3 separate regions of the Pan troglodytes genome follow, and all the other regions are linked to region 2. A link is a contact called in public HiChIP or PLAC-seq data. All regions are on one chromosome and are shown on one strand. The core of a region is the stretch at or near the end of the contact, and the rest is flanking DNA. Distances in the headings are between cores, read along the strand shown.

Evidence for each region. HiChIP or PLAC-seq counts read pairs in DNA pulled down with a chosen protein or histone mark.
Region 1: an H3K4me3 HiChIP or PLAC-seq map of stem cell-derived excitatory neurons shows a contact between it and region 2, with 2.2 times the contacts expected there. The contact joins the promoter of CBR3 here to the promoter of MORC3 in region 2. A contact is called at or near these places in 4 of 7 Hi-C or Micro-C datasets (blood, induced pluripotent stem cells and stem cell-derived neural progenitor cells) and 1 of 1 datasets of contacts at active chromatin or transcription factors (stem cell-derived excitatory neurons).
Region 3: an H3K4me3 HiChIP or PLAC-seq map of stem cell-derived excitatory neurons shows a contact between it and region 2, with 2.9 times the contacts expected there. The contact joins the promoter of DOP1B here to the promoter of MORC3 in region 2. A contact is called at or near these places in 3 of 7 Hi-C or Micro-C datasets (induced pluripotent stem cells and stem cell-derived neural progenitor cells) and 1 of 1 datasets of contacts at active chromatin or transcription factors (stem cell-derived excitatory neurons).

The regions. Positions count from the first base shown.
Region 1 is chr22:36,845,681-36,848,951 of NHGRI_mPanTro3-v2.0_pri, forward strand. It overlaps CBR3 (carbonyl reductase 3), which reads left to right and starts at 1,492. Exons shown (of 3, transcript XM_514884.7): 1 at 1,492-2,128. The coding sequence starts at 1,840.
Region 2 is chr22:37,030,709-37,034,492 of NHGRI_mPanTro3-v2.0_pri, forward strand. It overlaps MORC3 (MORC family CW-type zinc finger 3), which reads left to right and starts at 1,579. Exons shown (of 16, transcript XM_054675126.2): 1 at 1,579-1,724. The coding sequence starts at 1,686.
Region 3 is chr22:36,866,439-36,870,252 of NHGRI_mPanTro3-v2.0_pri, forward strand. DOP1B (DOP1 leucine zipper like protein B) reads left to right here and starts at 2,395. Exons shown (of 34, transcript XR_010154597.1): 1 at 2,395-2,607. It overlaps LOC107970138 (a long non-coding RNA gene), which reads right to left and starts at 2,314. Exons shown (of 4, transcript XR_008541581.2): 1 at 1,881-2,314.

The sequences.
Region 1 (3,271 bases), core at 242-2,741, 190 kb before region 2:
AATCCCAGCACTTTGGGAGGCCAAGGCGGGTGGATCACGAGGTCAGGAGTTCGAGACCAGCCTGGCCAACATGGTGAAACCCCGTCTCTACTAAAAATACAAAAATTAGCTGGGCGTAGTGGCAGCGCCTGTAATCCCAGCTACTCAGGAGCCTGAGGCAGGAGAATCGTTGGAACCCAGGATGCGGAGGTTGCAGTGAGCCAAGATCGCGCCACTGCACTCCAGCCTGGGTGACAGAGCAAAACTCCATCTCAAAAAAAAAAAAAAAAAAAAGAAATTATCCAGGCATGACTGTGGCACACTTGTAGTCCCAGCTACTAGGGAGGCTAAAGGGGAGGATCACCTGAGCTCAGGAGATTGACGCTACAGTGAGCCACGACTGCAGCACTGCACTCCAGCCTGGGTGACAGAGAAGACCCTATTAAAAAAAAAAAAAACAGAAATAGAAAGCCTAAATAGCCCCGTATCCTTAAAACAAGGTTCCAAATGATCTTTTTTTTTTTGAGAAGTCTCACTCTGTTGCACAGGTTGGAGTGCAGTGGTGCAATCTCGGTTTACTGCAATCTCCGCCACCCGGGTTCAAGCAGTTCTCCTGCCTCAGCCTCCTAAGTAGCTGGGATTACAGGCACATGCCACCACACCCAGATAATTTTTGTATTTTTAGTAGAGATGGGGGTTTCACCATGTTGGTCAGGCTGGTCTTGAACTCCTGACCGCATAATCCACCCGCCTCAGCCTCCCAAAGTGCTGGGATTACAGGTGTGAGCCACCGCGCCCAGACCAAATGATCTTTAGAAGAAAAAAGAAGGAAATACTGGGGGAGGCACAGTAGGAGATCACAGCAGGGGCCCACCTCCGGAACCGCAAGTAAGGACTTGAGAGAGAAGGTAGAGTCAGAGTAACAGAGACACAGGCGGGTTAGCCAGCTCTGCATGGAAAAGGCTGAGTCGTGATGATGTCATAGTTCTCCCCAGATATCAAAGTCACTGATCAAACAACTCAGTTTACACTGAAGACGATGGATGAGACTCTAATTTTGTGCCCACAGCTTGACACACCTTTGGGAATTTGGTTTCCGTTTAACTTTCTTTGCCGGTACACAGATCTGTGAGAATATATGATCAATCCAGATCTTTATAGATCTATATCCTCCCTGGACAAACCTAAATGCAGACACTTTTAGCACCCGTAGGAGTTAGGTAGGATTAAATAAAAACATTCCCTCCCACTTGGGGGCACATTCACTGGGAATCCCAGAGCGATGTCGCCTGCCCACACCTGCTAAGTGCGCTCACAGGGCATCTAGTTCCCTCTCTTGAGTTTCTTTTAAGCAAGCAAGGCAACCTATGTCCAGAGAAGCAGTTACTGTGTCTAAGTAAGTCACTGCATCTTAGGAAAAAGCAAACATTCACATTTTGCAGTGCATGATGGGCGCACACCCAAGAAAATTACTCAGCACTTGTTTTTCTCACTTTGGGGTTTTCCCAAAATAATTTCTTCAGTCCAGTTGCCATGAATCTGGAGCCCCCGACTGACCCATCAAGGTCCGATTTGGCTTCGGACACCTCGCAGATCACCCCGCGGCTCAGAGCCCGGATCCTGAAGGGCGCAGCGTGGGCAGGGGGCGGGCCCGGGAGTTGGAACAGAGGGCACAGACGGCCCCTCCTCGGAGGGGAGGGACCGAAGCCGGGGCCTTTTTCTTTAAGACTCGCAGCACTGGATCCCAGAACTTAGTCTGCGCGGCGGCATTGACACTAGCTGGGCTCCTCGGGGCGCGCCCCAGGTTGTCCGAAGCCCGGTCCGCCCTCCACGCAGGTGCCCCGCGCTCCCCGCTCAGCCATGTCGTCCTGCAGCCGCGTGGCGCTGGTGACCGGGGCCAACAGGGGCATCGGCTTGGCCATCGCGCGCGAACTGTGCCGACAGTTCTCTGGGGATGTGGTGCTCACCGCGCGGGACGTGGCGCGGGGCCAGGCGGCCGTGCAGCAGCTGCAGGCGGAGGGCCTGAGCCCGCGCTTCCACCAACTGGACATCGACGACTTGCAGAGCATCCGCGCCCTGCGCGACTTCCTGCGCAAGGAGTACGGGGGGCTCAATGTACTGGTCAACAACGCGGCCGTCGCCTTCAAGAGTAGGTGCAGGGCTTGGGTTGGGGCCCCCTGGAGCGCTCCGAGGGTGCGGAGGTGGCCAGCCGCAGGCTCCCCACCCGTCCACTTGAGTGACCGAGGAGGGTGGCGCCGACCCCTAGGGATGCGCTCAGCCCACGCCTCCCGCGAGGCGGTTTTCGCTTTCCGTGATTCGCTGAGCCCCAGGCGGGCCCGGCGACAAACAGCGCGCCCCGCCCGCCGGCCTGTGCGGGCCTGTGCGCGGCCCGGGGCCCTCCCCGAACTGTCAGCCGCTGCTGTGTGCAGGAAAACTGGCCTCCTGGGAGGGGGCAACGCCCTGCTAGAGTTCATCAGCTTTCCTTCCAACGCGAGAAACATTTTCTCTGCAAAGAAAGGGTCTCCGCTCGCTTTGGGCTTTCGCTTTCCTTGAAAGGGCGCATTCATAGATGCCCAGAGGCATTTGCTCGGGAAAGGAAATGAATCGCTAAAACAGGATTAGCGCGCACTTGCCCTTGGTGGACTTGACAATTTGTGTAATGCAGAGCTTTGATAGGCTCTGGCAAAAAGGAAGCGAGCCTTCTCGTTCCCCCACCCCCGCCCGGGGAGCTTATGTTTGTTATAAAATACGTGCGTGTGGTCTTAAAAGCATCTTCCTTAAGGAGAGGGGCGGGGATCAAGAGATTACTTATTCTAACTACTACTGAAGAAAATTACAGGAGGGCGCAGTGGCTCACGCCTGTAATGCCAGCACTTTGGGAGGCCGAGGTAGGAGAAACGCTTGAACCTGGGAGGCAGTGAGCCGAGATCGCGCCACTGCATTCCAGACTGGGCGACAGAGCGAGACTCCGTATGAAAAAAAAAAAAAAAAGTTACTACGGAGAAATAAACAGGCCGGCTTCACCTCCAACCTAGTGGGGAAAAAAAGCCTAAGAGGGAGTGAAATGAAGGATGGGGGAGCAGAAGTCTCCACCCCTCCCTTTGGCCCTAGGCACTCCGCATTGTTGTGCATGGGGACCTGAGACTTTCTTTGACCCGCACGGGCAACTCAGCCTGCCGGCTTTCTGAGAGCTGGGGTGCAGGAGTGGGGATTAACACCCCCTAATGCAGCCCTCAGCCATGGGCTGAGAGATTGGTGGATAAATACCCGGCTTCCTGGACGACAGGCGGAG
Region 2 (3,784 bases), core at 329-2,828:
CAACCTCCCAGGGTCAAGTAGTCCTCCCCACCTCAGCCTCCCAAGTAGCTGGACCCACAGGCATGCGCCCCCAAGCACAATTAATTTTTTTTTTTTTGAGATGGAGTTTCGCTCTTGTTGTCCGGGCTGGAGTGCAGTGGTGCGATCTTGGCTCACGGCAACCTCCACCTCCTGGGTTCAAGTGATTCTCCTGCCTCAGCCTCTCCAGTAGCTGGGATTACAGGCATGTGCCACCACACCCGGCTAATTTTGTATTTTTAGTAGAGATGGGGTTTCGCCATGTTGGTCAGGCTGGTCTCAAACTCCCGACCTCAAGTGATCTGCCCGCCTTAGCCTCCCAAGGTGCTGGGATTACAGGTGTGAGCCACCACGCCCTGCCAGCTAATTCAATTTTTTTTTTTTGTAAAGATGAGGTCTCCTCGTGTTGCCCAGGCTCGTCTCGAACTCCTGGGTTCAAGAGACCCTCGCAATGTAGCCTCTCAAAGTGCTGAGATTACAGACATGAGCCACTGCACCCAGCCAATTTCTCTTTTTAAAAATAATTAATTAATTTTTTTGAGACAGTCTCACTCTGTCGCCCAGGCTGGAGTACAGTGGCGCGATCTGGGCTCACTGCAACCTCCTTGTCCTGGGTTCACGCACTTCTCCTGCCTCAGCCCCCCGAGTAGCTGGGATTACAGGCGCCCACCAATATGCCCAGCTAATTTTTGTATTTTTAGTAGAGATGGGGTTTCACCATGTTGGCCAGGCTGGTCTTGAACCCCTATCAAGTGAACCCCCAACCTCGACCTCCCAATGTGTTGGGATTATAGGCATGAGCCACTGCACCGGCCTTATGCCTTTAGGACTCTTATTTATTTATTTTGAGACAGAGTTTCACTCTTGTTGCCCAGGGTGGAGTGCAATGGCGCAATCTCGGCTCATTGCAACCTCCGCCTCCTGGGTTCAAGCATTCTCCTGCTTCAGCCTTCCGAGTAGCTGGGATTACAGGCATGCACCACCACGCCCGGCTAATTTTGTATTTTTAGTAGAGATGGGGTTTCTCCATGTTGGTCAGGCTGGTCTCGAACTCCCGAAGTCAGGTGATCCGCCCGCCCGCCTCGGCCTCCCAAAGTGCTGGGATTACAAGCGTGAGCTACCGCGCCCGGCCCTAGAACTCTTTTTTTTTTTTTTTAATCATGAGTTAGATTGATAGTTTTCAGGGCAAATCCAAACAGTCTACATTAATTTCCGTCTTTATTTCGTTAAGGTTTCACATGGACACTGGTGGATATGGAATGGCTTTTTTCTGCGCAATTCACATCCGACCAGGTCAAGTGACTGGAGTTCACCGGTCTCGGGTATACCGCATCTCGCGCCAGGCTTCAAACTCTAGATCCCCGAGTCTCGAGGTCCAGCTGGGTGTCGAGACGGGTACGGGCCCGCCGCGCCTCGCGCATGCGCCCTAGGCCCGCAGGGCCCCGCGCTGGAAGCTCAGCTCCCACTGTACCCTGCTTTAACCAGTCAGGCAATTCATCTTCCCCAAGCTCCCAATTCGGCATTGCCTGGAGGCGGAAGTGGGTGGGAGGGGCCAGACGCGCGCCCCTCCCCGGAAGTGGGCGGTACCCACAGGGCTCCACAGTCGTTCCGCCACCTCCCAGTCGGGTTGCGGCGGAGGCCGTTCCTGGCTTTGTAGCTCGCTCAAGATGGCGGCGCAGCCACCCCGCGGGATACGCCTCAGCGCGGTGAGCAGCCGCGAGGGGTGGAGCGGGCCGTGTCCCAGGAGGGCGGGCGGGCAAGCGAAGGGGGGCCGGCAGTGGGCGGTGGCGGCTTGTGGGGCCGACGCGGCGGCGGGGGCTGCGGCGGGGCCCGGGGAGGGGGCGGCCATCTCGCTCCCGTCGGCGGAACAGCTCGGCTGCGGGCCGGGCTGCGTTCCGTCGCCTCTGCATTGTGTTTCTGTTTTGCTTCTGGGCGGGCCAGGGTCGCGGCTCCTCCTCCCAGCTCCCTCCTAGTCTCCCAGCAGCTGTCGTCCGTGGGCGAGGCCTCGGCGGGAGATCGGTCTGCTCTCGGGGCGGCGGGGCCCCTGACCCTCTTCTGTCCGCTGGGCGTCGTGGTGGGAGGGAGCGGGTTCCGCGTCCAGAAACGCCGGCGGCCTCGACGTCCCGGGGGCGGGGGGAAGGGGCTGCGGGCCTGCCTGCGGGCGAGTGGAGTCGGGATGAGTGTGCCTAATGCCTGTCAGTGCCTGCAGCTTCCTTGGCAGTGGAAGCCTTGGGGCCCAGACCCTACATCGCTGAGCTCGAGCTCTCCTCTTTATCCCGCGTTGCGTCTGTTTTGGGGCGTTTCGAGTTCTTGGAAACCCTGTGAACATTTCTTGTATCATAAATCGTAGGGAGCGGTCACACCAGATAACTTGAAATCTCACGTCCAGGAAATGTGGGCGTGGCTTCCCCACCTGATTATCCTAAAAAACTTTTCTACCTTGTGAGCGCAGTTGATGTTATGCTGAAATGTTCCTCTTTTCTGGAGGTTGTTGACTTTTGCCAAAGAATGACTGCCCTAGTGCCACTAATTTTAACATTCGAATAGGTAGTGACTCCTTGGGGTACAAACACGTAGTGAATAATTGGTGCATTGCTCTGGGACTTCTTTCATTCGTTTAGGCAGATTCTAACACCTGGTTTTGACGGACTTTAAATTTTTTCTAGTCCGATATTTGTGAAATGATATTTGCTTTTACTTGCGTTTCCTTGACTATTTGTGTTGTTGAGCTCTTCGCATGTATTAGTCTTTGTGGTTTTTTGTTTTGTTTTTTTGAATTGCCTATTCATATCCTTTGACCATTTTCTGTTTTTCTTTTGGGAGGATCTTTATTGATTTGTAAGAGTTCTTTACGTATTCTGGATAAAGGTCCATCCTTTCGTTATGTAACTGGCTTATTGAGTGAACTAGGCTTTGGTAGTTTGAAAATAAAGGACAATTTTATTCTTTTATTCTTTTTTTTTTTAACCACTGACTGTAAACATTAATTATTCCCCACTTGTGTGAATCTGGGTTGACTAACGCTTTCCCATTAGCTTAAGGTATTGTAAAGTCTGGCCTTACCTAGTTTAAAATCTCTATTCTCTCTCCCTCCCTTTTCCCCCTCTCTTTCCCCTATCTCCTTTCCCCGCTTCTCTCTCCTTCCCCTCTCGAGGTTGAGTCTTGTTCAGGCCCAGAAACCTGTAGTGGAGAAACGGAGTGAGTTGATTTCCTGTTTCTGTCCTTTGATTCTCTTCTCCCTTCCCGCCCCCAGGCCCTTGTAGACTCTGGCTCTTCAGGATTGAGGGGAGAAAGGAAGCAGAGATAATGGTCAGTGTTTAGAGGCCAGCGTTGTTAGCAGGCACTCTGGGTGTAGCTGCTGTCCATGTGCTGGGCCTTTGTTTTGTGGGTAATATGGGCTGTTGGGAACCTGACTGACAGAAATCCCCCATCTGCAGCCTCTTTGCTTTTGCTTTAGGTCAGGAGTTGGCAAACTACATACAGCTCATGGGCCAAATCCAGCCCAGCACCTGTTTTTGTGTGGCCTGAAGGCTAAGAGTGATTTATACATTTGTAAATGGTTGAGAAAAAAAGAAGAATGTTTAGTGACATAAAAATTATGCGAAATACAAATTTCAGTTTCCATAAAATTTTATTGGAATATAGCCAGAAACATTATTTGCTTATAGTTTTCAAATGCATGCGTTAATAGAGATAAAAATTAATGAGCTTATGTATTTGTCAAAAGTCCTACATTTTAAGGCACAAAGGGTGAGCCCTTAGTGTA
Region 3 (3,814 bases), core at 1,145-3,644, 160 kb before region 2:
GCATGTCTTAAACTGATGAAAGTAGCTAAGTAGACTTTTAAGTGTGACAAGACAACTTGATCCAAGAAAACATATTTCTTGTCAGAATATGCAATTTTTTTTTTTTTTTTGAGATGGAGTCTCACTCTGTCACTCAGGCTGGAGTGCAGCGGTGTGATCAAGGCTCACTGCAACCTCTGTCTCCCAGGTTCAAGCAATCCTCCTGCCTCAGCCTCCCCAGTAGCTGGGACTACAGGTGCACACCACTACACCCAGCTAATTTTTGTATTTTTAGTAGAGACAGGGTTTCACTATATTGGTCGGGCTGGTCTCGAACTCCTGACCTCAGGTGATCCACCTGCCTCGGCTTCCCAAAGTGCTGGGATTACAGGCGTGAGCCACTGCGCTCGGCCAGAATACTCAAATCTCAACGTTGTACATTTACTGTCAATCCTGTCAGTATCAGTATATTGTATACAGTATACAGTAATTGACAGTATACTGTCAATTATAAATTGAGTTTTTTAAATGATGATTTACAAATGAATTTGTCAAAATTAAATTAACCCCCCCCACACGCACACACACCTGGAGTCCTTTACAGATAGGTGGTATATGAATACAAGGCACAGATTGTATGTGCATGGTGGCTTTGGCACAAACAGACTAGTTCTTTTTTCAATGTTAAGTGTAAAGCAGTTCTTTCATCTCTGTTCAGTGCAGTGTTGAGTGTGACTAGGATTTGAAGAACCTAAAAAAAAAAAACTCACCTGCTTGCCATCTTCTTGGTTTTTTTTTGTTGTTTTTTGGTTTTTGCTGGTTTTGTTTGCTGCTTTTGTAAAACCAGTTTATCATATTCTCATTAGGAAATCAATTTTCATGAAATTAATTTTTTTTCCTGCTAACTATGGCTCAATCTTTTCGTTTCTCTCTGCTTCTATCTTAAGACCATTCCTCAAATTGACCATGAGAGGATTTACATCTGGGGCACTTGGTATATGCCAAATGGAGACAAAATCAGAATCAGCAGCCGGGCTGGGCCACAGGTCCAGCATCCCAAGCTATTAAAATATTCTTAGTGTTTCCAGGGAAGTGATAGATCCACTTTGGAAGCTGATAATATACCCCTCCCCTAGAAACATGCATATACACAAAGTGTTCTAAACAACTTCCAAGTGCTCATGACTTCCCCCACCTCCCAAGCTCATTGACCACTGCCTCGCCTTCACGAACTCCAGACCTGGTCTGAACATTTCTAAAGGACGCTCGGGAGTTAAAAGGAGCGAGGCCACTGCAGAAATGACAGCCTTCATCCACAAGTGGCCCACTTCGGGTTGGCTGGAGCCACAGCTGGGTGGGGACAGGGCCTGTGCTCAGGTGAGCACTGCCTACCGCGCACCCTCCAGGTGCGTCCTGCCCTGAAGCGGTCGGACTGGACCGTCTAGGTCTCAGCGCTCGAGAGGATGGCAGGCAGGGGCTGGGGATTGTCTGGAGATATGAATGCTTTCTAAGGTTGACGTCAAGGTCTCCTTCCTGAGCCATAGTCCACGTGATAAGCTCCGTCCAGGTAGAAATGATCTCACCTCTCCTGTCGCCCAGGGTCGGAAACCTGAGGCCCATGCGGGCTGGGGCAACTTAGCGGGGGTCCCAAGCCCGCCGCGCCCCCTGCGCCCCAAACGTGTGTGGAGGGCTTGGACGTGGTCCAGAGGGAAAAGATGGGGTGAACCAGGTGCCGCGCACCCTTCGAGGAGCCCCCGCTTCTCCGTTTCTGTGAGTGACTCCAAAGCACCTCCGAGGGCCGACACACGCGCGGACGACCTTGGGCGGGCACTGACCAATGTCCCCTTCCACTCGGTTGTGTCGGGGGTCCCCAGGTGAGGCGCGAACGCCGCCCCGCTCACCTGTACGAGGCCTTTCCCGGAGCAGCCCGGCTACGAAGCGACACCCATGGCGGAGAAGCTAAGGAAGACTCCCGCTCCCTCATACCGCGGCTGAGGCGACTGAACCGCCCCAGCACGCCGGCGCCCTCCCCAAGCCCTGCTCCCAAGCCGAAGCCCCGCCCCCGCGTCTAAGGCCCACCTCCAGGCCCCGCCCCTGACCCCGCCTCCGTGAGTCAAGCCTCGCCTTTCAGTCCAGCCCAGCCCGTCGAGGCCCCGCCCCTGTTGTTATGGCCCGCCTCCAGGCACCGCCCTTGATCCCGCCTTCATGAGTCAGGCCCCGCCTTCCAACCTAGCCCGGCCAGTCGAAGCCCCGCCCCTGTACGGACAGCCCACTTCCAGGCCCCGCCCTTGATCCCTCCTCCTTCGGTCAGGCCCCGTCTTCTAGTTCCGCCCCGTCCGCGGAAACCCCGCCCCCGCGCGCCTATGGCCCACCTCCAGGTCCCGCCCCTGAGCCCGCCTCCAGGCGTCCAGCCCCGCCTTCCAGCCCCGCCCCAAGCGCCGAGGCCCGGCTTCCAGGCTCCGCCCCGATCCGCGCGGTGGGGAAGAGCCGCTGCCGCTGGTTCTCCGGCTCTTCCTCGGCGGTTCTGGCTCCCGGCCGCGCCGCAGCCCTGCCCAGTCTCTCTCCCGCAGCCCGAAGGGCTCCTCCGCGCCGCACGTGAGCGCGCCCGCCAACAGGGCCACTGCCGCGGTAAGTCGTGCCCGCGCCCTGTCCGGCGTCCAGTCCTCAGCTGCTGGGCGAAGCCGGAGGAGCCGGGCGTCTCCTCCCCGCCGGCCCACGGGTCCTTCTCCGGGTCCAGAGGGCTTGGGCGGCGCCGTGGGGCGGCCCGGGGTGCAGGTGGCTTACCGGCGTGCGGCCCGGGCCTGCGGCGCGCTCTGCTGCAGTGCGGGGGCGGGGAGCTCGGGGCCGGAGACCGGGAGGGCAGCGGGGAGACTGGGTGGGGTCCCCTCGGGTTACCCGACCCTGGCGCGGAGGATGTGATGCCGGCCACGCCCTCGCCGAGCGGGGCGGCAGGTGCAGGTCAGGGGTGGGTCGCGGCCCGCGCGCCCTCCCGGGGCCGGCCCACGACGAGACGCTCAGCCTTTGTTTGCTCGTGCCCTGGCTGGGGAGGAGGCTGGGGACGAGGCTGGGGACGCAGACCTGTGAGAACTGAGGGCTTTCCTCGTTGGGGAAGACCCCAGTCTTCCAGCCAGTCCCCAGGAGAAGGGATCTGGGCCGCAGTGCGCGCTCTGCCAGCCTGGCCCCTGCGCCCTGCAGGGTTACCGGCTGCTCGCGGGGACTGTTACCTGCAGTGTTGCCTTACACTCGCGACTGCAGCCCCACAATTGGGAAGACTTTGCTAGGATTTTTTTGGTAAGGCGAGGGAAGACCGTCCCCCCGGCCCCACAAGTCTGCTGCCATTAGGTGGCTTAAATTTTTTCCAGTACAATTTAATTACCACTTTGAAAGACCACATTCAAAACAGTGTGTCCCAGAGTTGATTAAGCCCATTGGTGATGAGTGTTTCTGTGCTGTGGACTAAGGATCATTATCAATTTTATTACTAATAGTACATATCTGTTATCTGTTGCTAAATGTTTTTGCTTATGTGGTAGGGTCAGTGTCCTCATTTTCATCGAACTGAGAAATGTTCCTTCATATAAACATATTTACAGGGAACTTTTTTGGGATCTGGCAGTTGGTTTTTCTCTTGAACTTGTTTTTTTCTTTTTCTATATTGTTGTTGTTGTTATTATTATTATTATTATTATTATTTTGAGACGAAGGTCTCATTATGTTGCCCAGTCTGGTTTCAAACTCCTGGGCTCAAGCAATCCTTCCACCTCGGCATCTTAAAGTGCTGGGATTACAGGTATGAGCCACAGTGCCCAACCCTGAATTTGATTTTCTGTGAAAT